Regions from separate parts of the Drosophila melanogaster genome. Here regions 2 and 3 are each linked to region 1. The links are chromatin contacts, called in public Hi-C and targeted proximity ligation maps. All regions are on one chromosome and are shown on one strand. The core of a region is the stretch at or near the end of the contact, and the rest is flanking DNA. Distances in the headings are between cores, read along the strand shown.

What was found. A called contact is a pair of places that touch in the nucleus more often than the background predicts.
Region 2: a Hi-C map of the S2 cell line shows a contact between it and region 1, with 1.7 times the contacts expected there. A contact is called at or near these places in 15 of 107 Hi-C or Micro-C datasets (the Clone 8 cell line, the Kc167 cell line, the S2 cell line and 7 more) and 2 of 7 datasets of targeted methods (the Kc167 cell line and the S2 cell line).
Region 3: a targeted proximity ligation map of the Kc167 cell line shows a contact between it and region 1, with 2.9 times the contacts expected there. A contact is called at or near these places in 6 of 107 Hi-C or Micro-C datasets (the Clone 8 cell line, the D17-c3 cell line, the Kc167 cell line and 2 more) and 1 of 7 datasets of targeted methods (the Kc167 cell line).

What each region holds. Positions count from the first base shown.
Region 1 is chr3L:8,825,012-8,829,147 of dm6, forward strand. It overlaps dally (division abnormally delayed), which reads left to right and starts at 2,494. Exons shown (of 9, transcript NM_001259756.2): 1 at 2,494-3,492. The coding sequence starts at 3,222.
Region 2 is chr3L:8,754,383-8,758,008 of dm6, forward strand. CG6576 reads left to right here and starts at 1,607. Exons shown (of 1, transcript NM_139996.3): 1 at 1,607-2,785. The coding sequence starts at 1,801. The coding sequence ends at 2,604. Fhos (Formin homology 2 domain containing) reads left to right here. Exons shown (of 19, transcript NM_001274670.1): 1 at 1-113. The coding sequence starts at 93.
Region 3 is chr3L:8,930,702-8,934,329 of dm6, forward strand. It overlaps Tsp66E (Tetraspanin 66E), which reads left to right. Exons shown (of 7, transcript NM_168298.1): 6 at 1-38; 7 at 99-1,364. The coding sequence ends at 248. It overlaps CG43783, which reads right to left. Exons shown (of 11, transcript NM_001274677.1): 9 at 3,530-3,610; 10 at 2,865-3,439; 11 at 1,534-2,788. The coding sequence ends at 2,362. Among named protein-coding and RNA genes, the nearest start is that of lncRNA:CR43970, 17 kb to the left of the region's middle.

The DNA of each region.
Region 1 (4,136 bases), core at 1,244-3,743:
GAATGAAAAGCCAGCAAGCCCAAAGTTGCACACAAACTCCAAACTCAAAGCAGAAGAAACCCGAAGCGAAGTACCAGAAAAGGGGGGCCCCCACTGAAAAGGGGCAGCCTGGCAGCTAAAATATAATAAAAAGAAATTAAAATAAAATTCAAAAATGTGCAAAACGAGACCGAGAACGAGAAATGCTGCATGCCAGTCTTCGGGCATGAGGGAGCGGTACTGGAGAAGAATCTCCGTGGAACCTGTTGGACCAGTCACACACACAGGCAGGCACACCAACAACCGAATGCCACCAACGTGTTTGTGCCAGGATAAAAGGCAAGCCGGGTCGCTCCATGGGTATATATATCCATCTCTTTTCGACCCGCTCCGGAGGATTTCAAGTGTAAAACGCTGTCGCTTGTGGAATGCGCGCACACACACAAACACAAGCGGATACAACTGCATAGATAGCCCAACATTTGGCCATATTTTGCTGCACTAAATCAAGCGTTTAAACGAAATTCGAGTTGGGCCAACAAGCCAACGAGCCGAGCTAAAAGCGTTCATATTTTCCCGATCGCCAAAAAGAAGCACCATAATTTATAGATGCCGTTTGACTAAATTCGTTTAATTCCAGTCCTACCTTTACCCACACACCTATATAATATATATGCCTACGGTTTACCTGTGCGATACAAAAATAAGGAGGAAAAAAAAACGGAAAATAAGGCGAGAGAGCGAGAAGTAAAAGGGTTTTGGTTTTGGTTTCGGTTTCGGTTTCTTTGGGACCTTCGCTCTCATCGATCGTTCCGTAGTGTACATTATAATTTATAACTTTATCTAAACGATGTGGTGGTGTTTAATTTTCGACCTCACCTTTTCCAGCTCGTTTTTGTTTTTTGTTGCCGTTTCGCCATCCCATCACCATCATCATCATCATCATCATCACGGTTGTTTCTGATGTGGATTCGTTTCATTGGAGAACTGTTTCCGCTTCGCATGACTCACTTTTCGCTGTTTGCCCCGGGGTCTTGAGTCTTCTCCTTTTTTTTTTCTTATTTTTTGGGAGGTCTTTCTTTATCGCACACTAATTTGAATAGGATTCCATTTCGTGATGAACATATCACCGGGAACGGAAAACATCCATGGGGGGTGGGAGGGCGTTTGCGCCCAGCTGGACGCCCGCAACTGACCACCATGAAGTTCCCGCTGCCCTGGCTATATAGTATCTTGTTAATGAAGAAATAGATACACAGACGCCCCGAGACGCCTAGGTATTTAAGATCGAGGTCGGTGCCCGCGGGGTGACGAGTGAAAGTCCGGGGAGAAGAGGCTGGTGTGTTCGGGTCGTGCATTGTCTGCCACACCGCTGCAGCCTCAAGACAATCGCTTCGTTTTCGCAAATTGCAAAGGGAAAAAATTAACAAAAGAAAAGAAATGAAGAAAAAAAAACAAACGATACCACCACACGTGCTGTGCGAGGTCATGACACGGCTATCAATTTGAACAGAAACATTTAGCCCTAGGGAAATAGCTGCCAAGCATCTGAGACTCTTCAAAGGCGTGAAATCTGAGCCTGCTCCACGGGTTCATCAAGCCGATCGTAAAACATAGCCTATGAAATAAAATTAGAACTCATTCAGACATCAATTAGAACCGAGCATGCAAATTTCAACCAGCGGCATCGATAAAAGCCCGGATTAAAAGCCACCGGAGCACCCGAGAAGACCACTGTGAGATGGATTGATTTACGTTGAATATGCAAATTGCAGCGAGCCAACGTTGAAAGCTTTTAGAAGAGCATTTCGAGAATTTGAATAAATATTTAGGCCCATCGGACACAGAGAAAAATAATCAGAATCAAGCCAGCTCCTGTGGCAGATGACACGGCCAGGGAAAACTCGAAGTTGGTCCTGAAGAATGCCGGAACCCATAAATAAATGCGAATCACTATTGAAATATATAAAACGAAAACAGGATATGTGTCATATCAAATTTTATGGAACTACGTAGATTCATTGGCTGTCGAAATCGTTTGGCAATCATCGAAGAGAATAGATATCTTACGAAAGCTAAGCTTGCGTTACTAACTTTAATTTCCCCTTTTACTCATACTACATGCTGTTAATAAATACAACATCTTATAAATTGTGGTTGGGCATTCCTTAATTAAAATACTTTATAATATCTAATAAGCATTACAAAGTTTGTGGTTTAGTTCGAAGCTCGTTTTCCAAAACTCTAAAGACTCAAATTAATTAATTCATTTCAGATTGCGCCCTTGTATTACTCATGTATTCTCGGCGTTAACCTGTGAATTAAATTGAGTTCGCATAAACACCTCTATTCATTGCACCACTGTGCCAACATCTGTGCTCGCCGTTCTCTTTTGTTCGAAAGAGAGCGTTCGGATGGTTCTCTTAGCGCCGATTGTCGAGTGCCGAGTGTGGTTCGTGTTCGCATCGTTAAAGTTGTAGCACTCAGGGCGGATGTTTGATTTCGATGGCAAAGTCAATCTGTTCGGGTTTCTCGTCGTGGAAGGTTCGTTGCGCGCGCGGAAAAACTGAAAATATCGGTGCGAAATTCGAGCGGAAAAACGCTAGAAAAGAAGGCGAGTGCATTTCCTCGACCTGAGAACGCCGGTGGCCAAGGAGCTTTGCAATTAAATCTATTTTCGCCGACCTAAGTACACAAAACGTAGGAGAAAATTAAAAAGAAGAAAAAAAAAACAAATCTAATCGCTGGCAAATCAATTGCTAAGGAATTGAGTACTATTCGTTGTTATGTCATGGAAAGTCTCTGAATAAGTTAAGAAAATACTTGTGAGAAATTTAGCGACCTTTCAAAACTAGAAAGTAGAAAAGCAAAAAGTGCTAGACACGCGCTCTCTCTTCGACCACCACCCACCACCACCCACTATCGCCATCCCACGTTTACTACCACGTTTATTGCTCACGCGTGTTTTTGGGGCCTTTTGTTTTGTGCGCTCGTGTTTGTGGCCGTGTGTGCCAGTGTGTGTGTGTGCGTGTTAGCCGGCAAGTGCATTTGTGTGAGTGTGTGTGTTTGTTGCCGCGAACAGCTGTTCACCCAGACAGCATGCAGAAGTAAATACGAAGAAGTGCTGCAAAATAGAGTAAATAAAATAACCGGCTAAAATAAAAATAAGAGAAGCATTCAAAGGCAAATCAAATTTAGCCCCATCATCCACTGTGTCTGCACACAGAAATCACCCATCAAAAATGGCGGCCAGGAGCGTGCGGCTAGCGCAGCTTTTGCTATTTACCCTGCTCTGCGGCTTCGTCGGCCTGTCAGCCGCCAAGCACCTGGACCTGGATGGTATCCACCACCACCAGCACCACCTGCACAGCGCCACCACGCACCACAGACGTCGCCTACAGCGGGACTCGCGGGCGAAGGACGCCGTTGGGGGATCGACCCACCAGTGTGATGCCGTCAAGAGCTACTTCGAATCGATCGACATCAAGTCGAGTGGGACTTACAGCGAAAAAGGTAAAGTTCACGCCATCCATCCGTAGAGTTATAATATCGAGTATGCACTTGGACATGCGGGCTGGGGAAGAAGCGGGGAACGATGGAGGAAGTTAAAGCTACCAATATGGTTAAGGCCCCTTAGGAGCAAACGTACTAACTTTAAACTATGCAGAGGAAAACGTATGTTATTTCCCCAGGTCACTAGAGTGGTTCGAATACTTAAAGTCTAAGTTATCTACTCCATTAAATAAGAAAGAGGTACATAAATTGGGATTATTGATAATGGTTTTTCAATTTAATTACTTTTGCATCCTCTCCGTTTAAAAACATTTCTTTTGCGGGAAATTCATTGCCTTGATTTCAGAGTTTGTCTTAACCCTCGCCTCGCCATCAGTCTTCCATACTTCAACCAAGTAAATCGCGCGTCAGCCAAAGTTTTTGCCATCCCGCAGCTGCAGTTTCTCTTATTTCTAGTCCGTTCTAGACCCCATCCGCTTCTCAATCCCCGCCAGAAACTAGAAGCATATGCAAATTCATTGAACTGAGTGAAACCCTCGAGCGGGCAGCCACTCGAGGCGAACTATGACCACTCGAACAGCCGGGCGCCGTTTGCAATTAGAAGATTGCGCATTGAGCAACGCCTCGGAAAAGTTTTCGACGTG
Region 2 (3,626 bases), core at 357-2,856, 72 kb before region 1:
TTATACACCAATTTTGAAAGGGCGATAAACATACATTGTGACCGAATTTTGATCCGATCTGCGATCGAGGATCGCTTGCCAAGAGCAACGTAATGTCGTCCTACCGCAGTTATGTAAGTACTAGTTAATGCAGCGCCAACTATCCGTATCTGTATCTGCATAATACCTACTCGTACTATATAGTGTGTATCTCGATCTTTGTATCTTCGCTCTGTGCCTTTTTGCAATTCTTCGCATCCACGGATTTTGTTTATTTCTAATTTGTTGCCTTACCCCACACACAAGAGTATTTCGCAGATACATACGTATACGTTTTATATGGCAGATAAAATGTATCTGAATGTTCGCTCTCGATGTGGTGTGGGCTCCAGATCCATTGATAAACAATTTAGATACAAATTTGCTCATTGTCTGGTTTTTTGGTTGGGATTTGTGTCTAGTTGATTGTTCTAATTTCCTATCCACACAAATAGCACAAATTATGGCCGAGGTGTGGCTACTGAATGAACGAATTGTTGTGTTTGAATAGCAAACCAATGCATGAATAAATGGCTTTTACTTTGGCAAAGCAGGTTAAGTTCCGAATTTTAAACCTATTTAACTTGATTTATGTTAGTATTTGCGTATATGCACAGTTGTCAAAGGAATTAATTTTGAGTTATTTGACATACTTTATGGCAGATTCATTATTGATACTGACCAATGACTGACAGTTCCCAAGTAAACATTTTGTGTTATTTATTGAACTTATCATCATATTTATTTATATTATTAACCCGTTCGACATCATGTGATACTTGTGAACTTTTATATAAAAAGTGCATTATTTCTATATCTATCCTATAATATAAATACACTTAATTTCGGTTGTCATTCCCAAACTTCCAAATCGCTTTCTACTAATCCCCTTTATGTTCAACTCATTATATCCTTTTGTTCCCAGGCATCCAGTTTATGACTTTAGCCTGACTTTTGACTCATTGAGCATAAATCAATTAAATATTTTTCGGGTCTTAGAATCTAATAAACTGATCAATTTATGGGCGGCAAACAACAAGTTTCCACCCCATCCCACGCACATCTACCACTTCATCTTCTCCCGAGTCATTTCTCCAATTATATATAGAATGTTTCTAAAAATGTTGGGAGTAAAGCAAAATGATTTCTGTTTCGTTCACGTTGACGCAGTCTCTTTTTTCCTCATTGGAGTTGGTACTTTGTGTAGGATTTTTATGGCCAGAAGGAAGTTGTAAATATTTATGACAAGCATAAAGTTGAAAGTTCTCCGGTGAGAGCACGCACCACCTAATTAATTAACAAAGTGTGAATACTCATGCAATTTGTTTGTGAGGGGAGAAAGTAGGGGAACGGTAATGGAGAAACAATAAAGTTGCAAATATAACTAAAGCTTTTAACTTCATATTCAAAAAAAATAAGTATATATTATCATATAACTAAATTTATATTCATAATGTATTAGCGAAAGCGGTAATGATTAAACATTGTTTCGATTATTGATTTCATTAGAAATATCTCTACTCGTCACACACAATGCGATCACAATCAGTTTTCATTTGAATTATTCATCAAAACAGATCAAAATTTGTTGTAGTGTAGCACAAAGGAAGGCGGTGATAGGCGCTTCTCAAATAGGCTTCGAGATAAGGATTTATGAATCAAGCTATCTGAGTCCGAGATTATCCACGCACACTCACCCGTCCACCCAACTGCCACCCAAGCCCCCCACAACACTCGAACACAGACACAAGTCAAGGACATTTTTTGATAAAAAGATAAAAAATGACACGGCGTCGACGTCCACGATGTAAGGTGAATCCCTCGATAGCGCTGAGAAAGAAGAAACAGGAGACTGCACCCAGTGCAGAAAAGGTAGAGCCACAACGTCCACCGCCCTTGCCGGATCCGCCCAGCGAAGAGCCACCGGAAGTCGTCAGCACTTCGAGCGTAGAATCTGAAATCGAATCGGATTACAAACTCTTCCCGGAACTCTACGATCGCCAGCCGTCGATGCCCACGTTTGCTGATCTTTTTGGTCAGCCCTCTTATGAATCAGTGTTGCAGGAGCCCGAGGTGGCATCTACCTCCTCCTCAACGAACACAAATGCCGCGGGAATACGTAGTACAGACGATGGGAAATTCACTAATATTCCGGCCACGATGCTGTCAGATCAATTTGGGATCATTGGGCTGCTGGCCGCCATGAGGACTACGCAAACGGATCCGGGCGCCACGCAGCTGGTCTTTGGTGAGGATCTAACCACCTACGGACTAGATTTGGCTGCCCAGGGAGACATTTATGTGCATTTCAATGGGCCTCTAACCCGCGAACCACCTGACAGAAATTCCATGGACTGCGCCCTTGAGATGGGAATGCGTGCCATGCGTGATTCGATTATCAATGAACCACCGAAGGCTCCGTGTTGGGATCCATTTGAGCCAGAGACCCAAGATCTGGGACTTGTGGGCAGTCTTGAACCGGATGAGTTTACGAAATCCGATCCAGATACGGAAACGGATCCACCGCCAACTACTGATTTGACTGAAGATCCGGAAACGGATCGAGATGATAATCAGTATAGATAACACATTTGGAATCGGCGCCAAGGATAAAAAAGAAAGACTAGTCCCAAATAGAATAGCAATTTGGCAGTTGGTTAGATCTTTGAATACTTGGTAAAATTGTTGATCTTCGTGAATTGGTAGCCCTTCTGTATAAGAACTTGTTTGGCTTTAAATATAGAATTGGCTGAGGAGTAAAAACGGGAATAATTATTTGTTACGAAAAAAAGTGCGATTTAGTTATTTAAAATAAGGTTCGATTTAGTACATATATGTAAATATCGAAAAAAATTAATAAACATTCGGAAAATATCGAAAATGAATAAGCTCGGAATTGATTATAACTCATAAATTGGTTATAATCACTATAATTTTCAGATTAACTAATTTAATTTGTTTGGAAATTTATGTTTGAACGACTTTCTGGGGTTGAATATTTCATTATCCTTTTAAGCGCCGATCTCCACATAGTTGAGTTTCCCGAAACGCATTTTCGACACTTTCGTCAGAGCAAACTACAATAGAAAACGTATTTAAAAATAAATCATTTGTCTGGCAAGCGAATATTCAGTCGCCACTTCGAATCATCTGGGGTCACAGTCTAAATACTTTGTGAGTGGATGGCTTTCCTGGTCGTTCTTAATGGGCTGTGGCTACTGACAGACAGGCGCATTATAGCGCATCCTGCTCCTGATCTGCAGACTCCGAGATTCTGCAATCTCCTAATTGAGACCGCATAATAATGCTGTCAGAAGTGCAGCACTCCGCTGGAATCGGCGGTGAACAAAGTACACATGGCGAAGTCATTCCAGAGAAGATCCATAGGCCCATCCACATCCACACCATCACGATCCTCCACTCTTTTTCTCCTCCGGCTGAGTGTCTCCGTTTGCTTGTTTTGCACATTGTTGGCTATTTGTGTGTTTGGCATTCCATTTCACTGAGCGAAAACAATTAGCCGAGACTGTCTGTCTTTCTTTCTTCCTCACTCCCTCTCGCTCGCTCGCCAATTCTTCACATTGGGCGGGCGCCTGGAAATGTAATAA
Region 3 (3,628 bases), core at 205-2,704, 100 kb after region 1:
CAACCAACCCCAGCGACAGCAACAGTTTCTACAAGAAGGTATGCTATAAGATAGCTACATAGATACGAATTCGTAATTAATGTTGTCTATCGTTTTAGGGCTGCTATGAGGTGTTTACCGAGTGGCTGATTCGGCAACGTGAACTGGTCATCGTGGCCATTGCGGTGGGCATTGTGCACCTGGTCCTCATTATTCTGGCCTTTGCTCTGTGCAAGGCCTTTGCCAAATACAACGATATGCGTCTGTAAATCGGAGATGACGAGGACAGCGGATGTTGTGACAGTTTTCAGAGTTAGCAAAGTAGACGTAGGAACGAGCCAAAACAGCAGGACAGTGAAGAGCGACGATCCCTCCTAGAACTCCCCCAAAAAATACAACGCCCTACCGAACACCGCGACGTGCTCAATGGAAACATGAAATATATTCAAATGCATTTGCCGCATGGAACGGGACAGACACGAGAACACAAAACAGTTTAATACAGCTCTAATCTAACAATAAGCTAAGATCATAGCCAGCATAATCCATTTACCGATAATATTCAAGAATATCTTACAAGAAATGTTGCTCAATGTTTTGCCAGCAAACGAATGGGTCGGATGGATCGCGAAGGTTTTTACGAATGAAACTCACACTTGGAATATTTATTTGTAAATCTGTTTTGATAGCAGTTTTTTAGTTGTTAAGTAGTAAACTACAATATGCGTAATATTGTAACTATTTTTCTTAGTCTATTACGATTTTGTTATGCAATCATGCAAGGCATTCGAAAACCACTCAAAAACATCACAGAAATCACATAAGTTAAGACGAATGACAACACACATTTTTGAGATTGAGCGAAATCGTGAGATCAATTTTGAAAGATGACTTTTAAAGAAGCATAGAGCATAACGCCCATTAAATTACAAGCATGCATATATACAAATATCGATTGAAAATGATAAGAAATGAAATGGCATTGACATTGTACTAGTATGTGTATTAGTTAATAAGTCTCTAACCTTAAGTTGTAACTTTAGTTGTTTTTTCTATGGCTATCTTCGAGTTTTTAACTACATACGCCGGGGCGCGCAACTTCGTGTTCCCGGCTCTTTTGTTAAAAATGAATGTTGTACATTTTTGAATTCTATATATACATATATAACTATTATTAATGCATATTATATACACGTATGTCTGTAGTTTACTTAATGTACTTTTTGGAAATCGCGCAATGAAAAAGCCGTAAATCGAAAGCATGAAACTAAAACACACACAAAAACGATAAAAAACCTCCCAAGAACGCGAGGAAAAATCCCCATTTAAAGATGTACATTTATGAACGTGAACGAAAAAGTAATTAAAATAAAGAAAAAGTAAATGAAATTTTAATGGTTTATGTGTATGGAAAATATGGTCATTTCCGGTTTTGGAAGTTTGCGCATCTTAATAACAGCGACACACAAACAGTACAGTTAACAGTATGTTAACAAGAGCTTAAAAGCTCCAATATGAAAGGCGCCAGTTTTGAATCAAGTAAAACTCATTTTTGTGCTAGCACTTTGCTATCATTTATTTATGAAAAACTTTTAAATATATTTATATATACGTGGAGCTAAAATGATTTACTTAGTTGTGTAGCCTGGAAACAACCGTGTAAATGATATTTCGTAGTTATTGTATAAATTGGAACCCAAGAAAATAGTTTCGTTCTCATTTGGCAAAATATGCGGATCCATTTCCGCTATTTCATAATTTAGTAGCGTTCTTTTTAATAGTACAAACGCTTAAGTACATACATTTTATGGTTGATCATCGATCAAATAACCACATACTGCAAATAAAATTAGATTTTCTTATTTAAAATTCACACGCATTCTAGGACTAATCTACTTGGAATATATAAATATATATGTATAGGTGTGTATATTGTAGTTGTTCGTTAATAGTGGATTACTTATAGAGCTGTAGATGCCTGCATTATCCTATTGGAATACTTGTCCTGATGACCTCACAGAGCGGCTGTTGCGGCATATTCAATATGCTATATTCATCTTATGCGACTTTCTTGATATTTGTAGGTGAAAATTATTGTAGCTAAGATTGGAATTGTTCTGGAGTTTCAGCAGAATGTGATGAAAATAAGCGTTTTGTAACTTGTCATTCGGAATCGGTCGTCCCTTGTACTCATCAATCATTTAATGCGATTAAGTATTCGAAACCGGAACTGGAGATCGAAAATTTAATCTAAGCTTGAAGTTTATATCAAAAATAAACAAGGTAAACATAAAAAATCTCGCTCACACTTTGTGTTAAATTCATCGAATATAAATTGTATCTCTTTTCTTATTCCCTGCCTTTTCCTCTATATTTTGGTATTTAGTTGGCTGCGTTCCCTTGATCCTCATCAAAGTTGGGGTTACTCAGGAATGGTATGGAGAAGTCTACCATATTTGGATAGACCAGAAACTTGTTTACAGCCTCGCACAGTTTGCTCTCAATAACATTGGTCACAATGGACCAATCGACGGATTTGTCGCCCACTTGGGGCTTGGTGGATATCCAAAGGCGAGGCGGTCCGCGAAAGCTAACCCACACTCGATCGGATGGTGGCGGTGGCACATTTAAAGTGCCACGGGCCACCAAACCCTTGAGATCTACGCGCAGTGTGATATTCGCGTTCATGTTCTCCATAGCTCGTTGCACGTACGGCAGCTCGGTGGCGTATTGAAATAGATTAGAGGCGGCTATGCGGTCGACAATCTTAAAGATGCGACGCGCATTACCGGGTGAATTCTGAAAAAATCTGGAAAAAAAGGTGAAAAGATATTAGAATTGTAAGCACTAACGAAACAAGTAGTTGCAATATTTTCTATACTCACTCCGTTCCAGCCGCATTCTCTGGGGCATTTCCCGGCGGTGGGCTCTCGGATTCAGTTGATGAACCGCCCGAGCTCTCCGCATCACTGTCATAGATGACGTTCTCCGAATTTACCTCTGAAAGGCTGCGCAAATCCTGTGATTGCTCCGGCAGCATCGAGGTGGTGGGCACATTATCGGTGGCCATTGGTGACTTTGTCTTGCTGCGTATGCGCAGCAGATTCAGCTTGGTAGTAACTGTTATGTGTGCCAATCCCTCGTAGGTCACATCGGCATCAATCCAAACACCGCGTTCATCCAGCATCGGTTGGGAGACACGATGACATAGTAATGGGGACTCACCCAAATATATGTTTGTGATGATAACCTCCTCCATGAAGCTGGGCAGCTTAATAGAGTTTAATTTCTTTTGCAAAACCTCCTTGAGCTTCTCGTGCAGCATGGCATCGTGTAGCCAGCTGTATAGGCATCGTCCCAGTAGTACATTAGCCCACACAATGCTGCCGGAAGGACCCAAGAACAGCGACTGATCAATGCCCTTCCACAGCTCATCTTCCTGACGTTTGGCACGGCGAGACTGCAAATAGTTTATTGATTAGCTTTCTGCTTACTAAATTGACATCTTTCATATAATGAAAATTCAAAAAAAAAAACCATATAAACATACTTTTCTTGGCCGCCGATCAGTGGTACGCATTGTTCCAACGGAACTTCGGGTAACAGGAATAGTGCTCTGGTTACAAGCCTTCTACCAAAAGCCAATTAG